Regions from separate parts of the Mus musculus genome. Here regions 1, 3 and 4 are each linked to region 2. A link is a contact called in public HiChIP or PLAC-seq and promoter capture Hi-C data. All regions are on one chromosome and are shown on one strand. Each heading gives the region's core, a stretch centred on a gene start, on an enhancer-like site or on the middle of the called end of the contact. The rest is flanking DNA. Distances are from core to core; before and after follow the strand shown. Region 1 holds the start of Il22ra1 (interleukin 22 receptor, alpha 1). Region 2 holds the start of Syf2 (SYF2 homolog, RNA splicing factor (S. cerevisiae)). Region 3 holds the start of Hmgn2 (high mobility group nucleosomal binding domain 2). Region 4 holds the start of Extl1 (exostosin-like glycosyltransferase 1).

Region 1 (2,700 bases), core at 3-2,502, 800 kb before region 2:
ATGTATCAGCTGCCCTAGGAGCTAAGGAGAAACGCACCATCTACAGTGACCTGGAGCCAGCCAGAGAGCTGGGGCCGGAGCCTGTGTCTGTGGCTAAGGCTAGGGTTCTGCACCACAGGGCTCCTTTCTGCCCCCTTTTCCCTCCATCTTAATGGGTCAGGAGATCCATGGCTCCACCCTGGGATGTAAAAGAAGATGCTTCAGAGAATTTGGGGACTGCATCTAATCTTCGCAGTCTGCCAAGGGCTGGAAAGAAGCTTTGCCGATGCTAAGGATGCATACACACTGTTTGGGCAATAGGAGCCAGAGCAGTGCTCTTGCGATCTCTCTCTGTCTCTGTCTCTCTTGTTTTTCAAGATAGGGTTTCTCTATCCCTGTCCTGGCTACTCCCTCTGTAGACCAGGCTGACATCTACCTGCCTCTGCCTCCTGAGCGCTGGGATTAAAGACCACCTGGCTGCAAGTGTGTGTCTTTAGGGACCGTATTATGCACTACTAAGCAAGAAGGTCCATGAGATGGCTGGACCATTTCCTTCCAACATGCCTCAGCCCTGCCTCCTGAGAGAGAAGCCCTGGATTCCATTCAGGAGAACAGATCAAGCCCCTGTCTCATGTCTCACAGGTATGAACCCCAAAGTTTATTTGATGAGACCTGACAGCCATAGTCCTTAGTCGCATTTGCACGGACACTCTAGTGACTTATTGCAGCCTTCTGGCGGCTGCTGGAGAGACCTGTTTTTTACTGATCCAGCCAGAGGGGCGTGAGGAGACATGGATGGAGACAGTAGCCTGACACCAGCTTTATCTAGCCTGTTGTCCCCTCTTGAATGATAAACAGAGCATGAAGCGGCACCCCTGAGGCCAAGACTCTACCTACTCAGCACCCTGAGTTCAGACAGCTGGTCAATCAATGTCTGCATACTTGAAGGTCAACTGAGACCCTTTAGGAAGCCAGGTCTGGGGTACTCTCTTCTCTCCAGCTACCTGGACCAGGTCATCTCCATCTCCAGGAAAACTTGCCACCCAGTCCAGTGCCAGCCGGGAAGAAAATGAAACTGGCTGCTAAGAGACTCATGGGGCAGGAATAGGCAACTGTGCTCCCTAGCTGCTGGGGTAGGAGGATCTGAGGACAGGTCGAGAGGTACTTACCGGCCAGGGATCCCACCGTCAGGATGGTCAGTAGTGTCTTCATTGGGTCCCTCCAGGGCCCCTTCGGGCCTCGGCTCTGGACCCCTGCACAGAGGCTGGGGTGTGTGTGAAGTCTTGCCGCTTTGGCAGCTGGCCCCGCCCAGCCCAGGGCGGGGAGAGGAGAGCAGAGTAAGACCTGGGCTCGTGGGGGCAGGGGTACAAAGGTGCCTAGTCGGGTGCTGAGGAATTCCAGGACCTGGGCGAGATCCAAGGGAGGTTCCTTTCTTGGGTGCAGACAAGGCACCAGCAGCGGAAGGGCTTGTTTATCTGGTCTGGTGACTGATTCATCCCAAGGCCCCTGGTGGTGCGGCCGTGCACCAGAGAGTTAGGAAAGGCAAGGCCGAAGAGCAGTCTTATCAGTCCGTAATTGGCTCATATCAAAGCCTGCCCCGGGTGTGTTGCATATCGTCTGTCCTAATAATTCCATTACAAGAGGATTTATCCCAAGGAAAAGAACAGGACATGAGTAAGAGAATACCTTCAACAATGACTTCTTGGCTTGATTCTCGCTGGTGGAATTGCAGGGAGCTCAGTGCGCCCTTTTCCTCCCCGGGGGCTGAGCAGTGTGGTTGGAACAGCCTCCTCCTGGCAAGGCTGCTGAGGTGGGAGGCCCAGGCAATCTTCAGCCGGAATCTTGGACAAAGAATCTATAAAAGGGGGTGGGGGTGCGGGGAGGGACTGGAGTCCAGATGACTCAGTGGGTAGAGTGTTTTCAAGCAAGTGTGAAGACCCTCAGAACCTAAGTGAAGGTGGATTGGACAGATGGACGTGAAGTCCAAGTGTCTGTAATCCCAGCACTTCTGTGAGTGGATCGAAGGCAGAAACAGGGGGATCTCTAGAGAGCGGTGGTTCTCCTAGCCTGCATTTGCAGCAGTGGGCACCAAGTGATGCTGTCTCAAAGACAATGGGAGCTAGTACTGATGCTTATGGCGTCCTCCAAGCTCCTCGCGGGAGTCTGCGCCCGCTCACACAAACGCGCATGTGCAGGCACACAGAGAAAGGGAATCTTAACAAAGGGGGATTCTTCCTGCCGCATTCGAGGGGAGGCAGTGGGGCAGGACTTTAGATTGGAGGATGAAGGTGGAAAATGCTTCCCCAGCTCTCTGCCACCTCGAAGAGCCGTCCCGGACATCAGTGTCCATGCACACCGGGGTGGACCTCGTTGCCGGGCCCCGGAGATGATGTAAGAAGCTATTTGGGTTAGGTTTAGGGTGCATGTGATAAAGGTCCATGCTTTGTAGCACATTTGCCTGGCCCCATTATCAACTGCAGAACCAGGCCAAGGTTCGGGTCAACCTAATTCACTTCACATGAGAACGCAGTAAGTCACACTGAGCTGGGCCCTTGGCCCTGGGATCAGCGTTTTAGGCGGAATGGGTTCTGATCCATGGGAACCTGGGCTTAGTTTTCTTCTCTGTGTTATAACCGTGAGCACTGAAGCTCTGCTCAAGTGTATCTAACCCGAGAGCCAGATCTTTGCTCTCCATCATTTGTAGAGACGACATTTCTCAGC
Region 2 (2,700 bases), core at 145-2,644:
TTTATTCAAGACAGGGGCTGGACTGGGCACTTTAATCCCAGCACTTGGTAGTAGGCAGAGGCAGGAGGATTTCTGAGTTTGAGGCCAGCCTGGTCTGGTCTACAGAGTGAGTTCCAGGACAGCCAGGACTATACAGAGAAAAACCCTGTCTCAAAAAAAAAAGACAGGAGCTGGAGAGATAGCTCAGCAGGTAAGAGCACTGACTGCTCTTCCAAAGGTCCCAAGTTCAAATCCCAGCAACCATATGGTGGCTCACAACCACCTGTAATGGGATCTCACACTGTCTTCTAGTATGTCTGAAGACAGCTACAGAGTAATTTTTGTAATAAATAAATCTTTGGGCCGGAGAGAGCAGGGGTGACCAGAGCAAGCAGAGGTCCTAAATTCAATCCCCAAATACCACATAAAGGCTCACAACCATCTGTACAGCTACAGTGTACTCACATACATAAAATAAATAAATCTTTAAAAAAAAAAGAGATCAAGACAAAAACAAGTCAAGCAGGCTGAAAATCTTGGCAGGTGCTAGAAGGGAGACAGTAAGAAGATATAGCATGCCTTTTGAATTATAGTCCAAGAAAACAAGCAGGTTCAGAAAAAGGGTCAGATGACCAAGCAGTCACATAAAGAAGTGAGAGGGAGCTAGCTTCTGGGAAAGAATGCTAATGTTGAGAGTGACTCGCCAGCCATGCTTACGATTTGAGTAGACATCCAAACAAGAGATGGGAAATAAGTTATACTTTTTTGAGTCTGAACTCGGAGAAAAGGGAAAGTGTGTGCTCGCTGTTTTTAAGGTGAGAAAGGTCTGATTACTATTTCTAACCAATTATTTCCCTAGATGAAAAACGAAGAATCATGGAACAAGAGGAAAAACCTAAGGTACACCCGGTAATGTGGGTGTGGCCGGGTGGAGCAGGCGGGTGGGGCTTTTGACGTGTGTCAAAGCGATCTCAACCCGAGTCCAGACCCACCGGCGGGCGGAGATCTGGTCCCGGGGACGCCGGGTCCGGAGATCTGGTGCGTGGTGCGCCTTCCTCCTCCTGCTCCTCCAGCCCTACTGCCAGCCTGGCCCGCAGCCCCGCCACTCACCCGCTTCAGATGCAGCTCACGGAACTTGCGTAGTCTCTGCTCCCGCTTCTGCGCCGCCAGCTCCTCGGCCGCCAAGGGCCTGGCTTCCGCGCCATCCGCGGGGACCTGCGATCATAACCGGCTTCAGGCTCGGCGTCTGCCAGGGGCCACGGCCCAGGCCTGGGCCCGGCACCCTGGTCTCCCCGGGAGCCGCACCCGGATCCCACCCATGTCCTCAGCCCCGGCGTCTCCCGGACTGACACCTACGCGAAGCCGGTGATACTCACCACAACTTCAGTCACAGCCGCCATTACAGCCTTCTCTCTACTTCCGTCAACAACGCTGAGCACTTCCGGCGGCCTCTGGCCCGCGGCCCAGACTCAAGCCTTCCCGATGGCGTCAGTTTCTTCCGGCCTCTCACGCTCCTTTTAGTGGGAGGGACTGACGCGTGGTATGGCTATGCGCAGGCGCAAACGGGGCGGGGCGGGGGCGGGGCCCGGGAGGGACGACAAGGATGAGGAAGTGCTCCGAACCTGTCACCACATAGAATGGGACGCCTGGTTGGGGACTGCGTATCCTGTCACCAGCTCTAAAGAACCTTGTCTCTCTTGAATTTAATCCGCATTAAGTCCCTTCCATAGAGTAGATAATTTGCTGATGTTACTAACTGTAGAAGAGCAGGGCGGGCCCCATATCGTTCACTCTCACATTCCAGCACCAGAGCAACTACTAAGGTCACTAAGATAATTCGGGAATAAGACAGGGATATATGAAACGTGTACCTTTCAAAATCGACGACTAATTAATTTTAGAAATGAAAAAGCCATCCCACGTGTAAAAATAGCTGGGTACAAATCGGCTGTGGTGGCATTCTCCTAGCGTCTCAGCCGGTGGAGGCAGGAGAATATCAAGTATGAGGCTTGCCAAGGCTACACAGTGACTTCTAGGCTAGCCAGTGCTATAAGACATGGGATATCTAAAAGCTTAAGCACTGGCAAGAAAAAAATGTAAACTGTGGGCAATTCTCTTTTGAGTCCCCCTCCCCTGTAGGAAGCTACTTCTCAAGCTTAATAAAACTTGGCTTGCGCCTGGCAGTGGTGGCACACACCTTTAATCCCAGCACTTGGGAGGCAGAGGCAGGCGGATTTCTGAGTTCGAGGCCAGCCTGGTCTACAAAGTGAGTTTCAGGGCAGCCAGCCAGGGCTACACAGAGAAACCCTGTCTCGAAAAACCAAAAAAAAGAAAGAAAAAGAAAGGAAGGAAGGAAGGAAGAAAGAAAGGAAGGAAAAGAAAAGAAAAATCCTGTCTCTGGATTAAAAGAAATGAGTGAGTTACTTGGCTGGAAGAAGTGAGGCAGGTGAGTTGAGTCTAACTAGCACACAAAATCCCCACAAATCAAATGGAAGGCAATACATACCTCTAAATGAGGAAGTTACAGCCGGCCTATTTCTTTTTTTATGTATGGGGTTTTAGCCTGCATCCATATATGCACCACCTGCATGCCTGGTGCCGACGGAGGTCAGACTAGAGTTATGGTGGTCCTGAGCCACCATGTGGGTTCTGGGATGGAAACATCTTTCCACTACAGCCAGTGCTCTTACCTACTGAGCCATCTCTCCAGTCTGTGCATTT
Region 3 (2,700 bases), core at 38-2,537, 960 kb after region 2:
AGATCCACTGTTGTCCAGAGGCAAAGGCTGAAAAATGCTTGATTTGAATTCGCAGATGTCTGCTTTCTGCTGCCATGGCTATTACAAACTAGCTTCAACCCTTGCCTCAGAAATTAAGATGGGACCTATTTTGTGCCTTCCGCCTGAGCACCAAACACCCTATTGCAGATGTTAGCCAGTTGTGTTATGGATGTCAAAAAGAATTTAAAATTTTCTTTTTGAGATACAAGGTTTGTGTGGTAACTGCAAACGAGAGAAGGTTTTGCTTTACTGCTGCAGTTGGCCCCCTCCATCGGGTGCACTCAGCTAGCTCTAGAAGGCCGGACTTTGGGCGGGGGTGGCCTGGAAGGGCCCCTCTGCCATCACACCTGTTCATCTACTTGTTTCCTAATCTTCCGGCGCTTCCCTTCAACCGCCTTTTCCTCACGCAACCGAGAGCAAGCCAGCTCGATGGTGTGTGAGGCGGGCTTTAGCCAGCTGTGGCATCTGCAAAGCCCAGGTTCCATGGCCTCTGCTGAGTGGGGGCAGCTGGGTAGCTGCAGCCCAGACCCAGAGAGCCGAGTGGGAGGGGCGTGCTCCCGGGCTGGGGCGCCGGCTTTTCTCCACCATTCTGTGACAGGGGCCAGAGGGGATTTAAGGAAGCTACCAGGCAGATGTTGGGGGGCTGTTTAACGTTGGGGAGGCGGCTCAGCAGTAGGTGCTGAAAGGACAGCTCCTACCTGCCCCGCTGTACCCGAAAGGCATCCCTGTGTGGAAAGTCTCCCCTCCCAGCCCACACCTCCACATCCCGTGGACTGCTTTCCAGGTGAGCACACCGAGGGACTCCCCAAGGTGGCAACTCAAAAGGATGCACGTCCGACTGCGCCAAGCTTAGCCTCCCGGCTCTCAGCCCACGGGAGCCCGTGGTCCCCGGGGCTGCGGCCGGCGCGCTTCCCGCCGCCTCTGGAGCTGGGCGGCGCGGCCAGGCCTCACAAACCCCTCTGCTGGGGCCCCGGCGGGAGCAGGAAGGAAAGCGGCCGAGATGTGCCCAGTGTCGCACGGCTTGGAGAAGTGGGTAGAAGGGTTGCATAAGGTGGAAGGAACTTGGTAGTTTGCAAAAGCCAGGTCTGGGCGGGAGCGGAACCCCAAGCCTGCCGCCTCGCGCGCCCCTCATTTATTACCTCCGACTCCGAGGCGCGCCCCCTCCCCCAAGGCGCGCCGCCGTCTCGAGCGCCCTCCCCCTGCACCCCCTCCTCACTCCAGAGGAGGTGAGTTTAAACCCCGCCCACGTGACCCCAACTGGGCCAATGAGCGGCGACGGGAGGTGAAATCCGGTTCTAACCGGTCCGGGGCTCCCAGCGCTATAAAAACTTTATAAACCCCCCGGAGCCCGAGCAGTGTGAGGAAGCAGCGAGGACGACCCCCGGACGGAGCAAACCCGCGCGCCGCTGTATCCCCGTGCTCAGCGCCGACGTCCCCTGCCGCCACCATGCCCAAAAGAAAGGTACGTGGCGCGAGCGCGCGGGCGCCCCGGGACCACCGCCAGCCTCGGGCTCGGGACTCGGCGGTAGGTCGGGCGCGGCGCGAGGTTCCAGCCCGAGTCCGGCTGCGGGGCGAATCGTGCGAGGCGCGCTGCCCGCGGGCGCCAGAAGCCATATTGGAGGCTCGGTGGCGGTAGCAGGAGGAGCCATGTTGGCAGCTGTTTATCCCGCTCCCTGTGGCCGCCCGCGCCCCCTCCCCCACCGGCAGCCCCCTCCCCTCCTCCCTTCCTCCCGCGGGCGAGCGAGCGAACGAGCGGGCGATTCAAACCCGAAAGGGCGGGAAGGCGGCGCTCGGCTGGGCGGGCGGGGGAGCGCGCTGCCGCCAAAACTGCGTCCGCGAGGGGCGGGCCCGCGGCGTGGCTCCGCCCTCCCCGGCCGCCCACGTTCCGGGCGCACGAGACGCGCGCCCCCGCCCACGGCTTCCCCGAGCTCCCGCCCTCGACGGCTGCCATGGCAACGGCGCCAGGCGCCGCCTCCGGAGAGGTTTGTTTGCACAATCTGCAGCTGTTAATGCCTGGCGCTGGTGGCTCCGAGCGCCTGTGGGGCCAGGCTCCAGCTTCTCCCGCGCTCTGCGGCCAGCCTGCCCGGTCTTCCGTGCGTCTCGGACTTTAGTTGGGCCTTATCCCCGTTAAGGCTTCTTATATAAAACTTGGGTGTATGCGTTTTTAGAATGGGGTCTGACGGTTGCTGTTAAGTTCCGGTTCTCTGAGATTTGCCTCCGAGGTTACAAGTTTTGGTCTTTTTATCATTTTGTAGGCTGAAGGGGATGCTAAAGGAGACAAAACCAAGGTGAAGGACGAGGTGAGTCTTATCCATTGAGGGCAACGCACAAAGCCTTGCGTAGTAGCTACCAAGGTTCTGTGGTAGTAAATGACCACGAATTGTCTCATTAACTTTTCTTTAATGTGAAGCTGACTAGTGAGGAGACCTGTGCTTATTCCTCTTACTTTCTTTTTTAATAGCCACAGAGAAGATCTGCGAGGTTGTCTGCTGTAAGTGTATGCGTCTATTTCCTGATCTTTACCTGATACTGGGAACCACTTGGGGGCGGATCTCTGTGATCCCGTTGCATTATATATGGTGGCTGTTGCACATCTAGAGGTGTTTGCTGTTGTCCCACGTTCTGATGCTTAAGACTAAAGTGAAAGATGGCTTTTACATTGTAAAAGAAAGGTGATCC
Region 4 (2,700 bases), core at 188-2,687, 560 kb after region 2:
ACGCAAGATCAAGGCTAGCCTGGTTTATATAGTGTGTTCTTGGCTACATAGAGAAACACTGCCTCAGAATAAAAGAGAAGATGTATAGATAGATGGCTTAGGACCTGGCTAAGCCATGGGAATACAGGCAAAGTTACTCAAGTTCCCTGAGCCTCAACTTTCTCTTCTGTAAAATGGGAATGATAGTAATATCTCCTTTATAGTCATTTCCAGCGTGCTCAGGACATAGTCACCTACACTATTACTCTTATTCAGCATGGCACTTCCAGTGCCTCCCTGGGAACCTGGTCCAAGTTAGGATGCGAAGGATCTCTTAGATGATTGAACATGGATGTGGCCAGAGCAAGCTTGAGCCCCTGAAGGAGGGTCCTGGCTCTGACTCAGGAGTCTCAGCCGCTTCCTAGAGGAAGGGAACCTTCTGCCAATTCCAAGCCTGGTGGGATGGCAACAGCGCATGCCCACACCTGTCTCCTGCGTGAGAAAGCCTGCGGTTTGCCTGAGCAGCTGTCTATCACGGAGCGACCTACCTCTTACTGCAAGAGGCCAGATTCTTCTTGATCCCATTTTGAGGATGTTCCTGGGCACCTCACTGTGCCCTGCCCTCAGGCTGCTCACCAAGGAGGAGAGGCCAGCGGAAGGATACTTCCTTGTTGAAGGACACCCCACCAAGTGCTCTTGTAGGACCTACAATAGCAACCCTCCAAGGGAATGATGTTAATCCATTTTAAAGATGCAGGTAGACACTGCCCAGCTCCATTCAGTGGCCGAGGGGACAAGAAGAGGCCCCATCAGGCCAGGCTCTGAGTTCAAATCTTCACCTGGACACATCAAAGCTGGGTCACCTTAAGAAAGGCAATCCCTGCTCTGCGCTTCATTTTTCTCAATAGTAAAAAAGACAAAAGAGCTGGTGATGTAATTCAGTGATAGAATACTTGTCTAGTGTGCACAAAGCCTTGGGTTCTACTCCCAGTACCACAACATCAATTCTAAAAATAGACAATGATAATCGTAATAAAAGGGGGGGGGAAAGGCAGATAAACATCTACTTTGGATCACTGGTAAAGACCTTGGAGAGAAGCAAACTGTCAATCCACAGCCACCAGTGAGGTATGGTGCCCTCCTGACCATTATTAATCTTCCAGAGCCAGGCGTGATGGCAGGTAGCTGGCATTCGAGCACTCCGAGGTGAAGACAGATTGATCAGGGACTCAAAGTCCTTGGTTGCAAGGTGGGTTTGAAACCAACCGGGGCTACAGGAACATCCCCACCCCCCTCGTCTCAAAAAAAAAAAAAAAGGAAAAAGAAACGAAACGGTACCCCAGCGAAAGAGGTTGCAAGGGGTTAAGTGGAAACCCTGCCTCCTAGCCAGGAGCCAATCAGAGCTGGCGGGGGTGTGGCCAGGCTGCTGCTGCTGCGAAAGAGAGCTGGACCGACTTGATACCTTCTGGAGTGGGACCTGGAGCTGCCGGCTGGACCTGTGGGGCAGGAACAGGAATTTGGAGCGTAGGTCTTGCCCTCTGCCCTGTGACAGCTCCTAGCCGGAGGGTGCAGAGCAGCTGCCTGGGTTAGGGGCCATAGCCGAGGGGAAGAAGACCACACTCCGAACCTTCTCATTCCCCAGGCGGCGGGCATGGGATGCACTCCGGCTCCAACTTCAGCTGGCTCTGGTGGCCCACATGGACACAAGGTCTATTTATAGTTCTGCCACAGAAGGCCAGCCACCAAACACAGGGGTAGCCAGGGTTTTTTTCAAGAGCTTTTGGGGCAGAGGGAAGAGTGGGAGAGGACAGTCCTGCCTCCTTCTACATCATCCTTGGCCACCCCCTCCCGATACCCACTCCCCATGAACCCAGACAGTTCTCCATAGATAGCCTGCCCTTGGGTCAAGGGTAAGATCAGGGGTGCAGTCCTGAGCGCAAATGGACACGATCTTGTGGTCTGGACAAGGGTTGCATCAGCCCGAGCAGTGGCCCAGGGCAGAGGTCCCGATGAGAGGGCAAAGGGTGGCAAGGTTGTGTGAAGGTAGAGAAAGCAGTCGGAGAGTGGGAATGCAAATTTAGAAAGCCAGAGCCTCCTTGGACTTCCCACGAGGGGTCAATCCCACAGGTGGCCAATGGTTAGTCGAACTTAGCTAGGGGACCTGCCTTCAATGGTGAGAGCGCTGGACCAGAAGGCTGATTTCCAGCTCCCTCCTGCCTGGGGTCGCCTCCTCCACTTGCTACAGAAATTCCTCACTTCCTTCTAGTCCTAGCTGTTGGTGGCCACATGCTGTGGAGAAGAAAGTCCTTCTGGCTGGCGTTGTCAGCCTTCTGGCTCCTCCTCGTCCTCCTAGGAGTCTTCCCCCTTCGCCTGGCAGTGTTGCCCGGTCCTCTTCCAGGGCGCTCCCAAGGCTGGCCCCGCTGGCTGGATGCTGCCTTCTTACAGAGTTTCTCCCAGTCTGAGACGAACCCAGAAGATGTCGCACAGCTCCCTCGGGTCTCTCGGGGAAGCAGCTGCACCTGGGGAGCCTGCTTTGACACCTCCAAGTGTAGGGGAAAGGTCCTCAAGATCTTTGTGCACTCCCCGGCTGGTCCGACCTCTGAGGCTCAGCGCAGGATCCTGGATTCCTTGGAAGGCTCCCGCTACTCTGCACTCAGCCCAGCAGACGCTTGCCTTCTCCTTTTTCTCCCCAGCCAGGATCGTAGAGGAGCCTGCGGGCCC

Evidence for each region. Promoter capture Hi-C pulls out the DNA fragments that hold promoters and counts their contacts. HiChIP or PLAC-seq counts read pairs in DNA pulled down with a chosen protein or histone mark.
Region 1: a contact with region 2 is called in a promoter capture Hi-C map of liver, with 5 times the contacts expected there. The contact joins the promoter of Il22ra1 here to the promoter of Syf2 in region 2. A contact is called at or near these places in 1 of 39 promoter capture datasets (liver) and 1 of 115 datasets of contacts at active chromatin or transcription factors (pancreatic cancer cells).
Region 3: an H3K27ac HiChIP or PLAC-seq map of embryonic stem cells shows a contact between it and region 2, with 2.8 times the contacts expected there. The contact joins the promoter of Hmgn2 here to the promoter of Syf2 in region 2. A contact is called at or near these places in 2 of 39 promoter capture datasets (erythroid cells and pre-B cells) and 2 of 115 datasets of contacts at active chromatin or transcription factors (bone marrow-derived macrophages and embryonic stem cells).
Region 4: an H3K27ac HiChIP or PLAC-seq map of microglia shows a contact between it and region 2, with 7 times the contacts expected there. The contact joins the promoter of Extl1 here to the promoter of Syf2 in region 2. A contact is called at or near these places in 1 of 39 promoter capture datasets (hippocampal neurons) and 3 of 115 datasets of contacts at active chromatin or transcription factors (bone marrow-derived macrophages, memory CD8 T cells and microglia).

The regions. Positions count from the first base shown.
Region 1 is chr4:135,726,711-135,729,410 of GRCm38.p6, reverse strand. It overlaps Il22ra1 (interleukin 22 receptor, alpha 1), which reads right to left and starts at 1,252. Exons shown (of 7, transcript NM_178257.2): 1 at 1,149-1,252. The coding sequence starts at 1,191.
Region 2 is chr4:134,929,674-134,932,373 of GRCm38.p6, reverse strand. Syf2 (SYF2 homolog, RNA splicing factor (S. cerevisiae)) reads right to left here and starts at 1,394. Exons shown (of 7, transcript NM_026780.3): 1 at 1,356-1,394; 2 at 1,090-1,194. The coding sequence starts at 1,379.
Region 3 is chr4:133,966,578-133,969,277 of GRCm38.p6, reverse strand. It overlaps Hmgn2 (high mobility group nucleosomal binding domain 2), which reads left to right and starts at 1,287. Exons shown (of 6, transcript NM_016957.3): 1 at 1,287-1,483; 2 at 2,277-2,321; 3 at 2,483-2,512. The coding sequence starts at 1,469. Dhdds (dehydrodolichyl diphosphate synthase) reads left to right here. Exons shown (of 9, transcript NM_001362959.1): 9 at 1-250.
Region 4 is chr4:134,371,284-134,373,983 of GRCm38.p6, reverse strand. It overlaps Extl1 (exostosin-like glycosyltransferase 1), which reads left to right and starts at 1,437. Exons shown (of 11, transcript NM_019578.2): 1 at 1,437-2,700. The coding sequence starts at 2,266.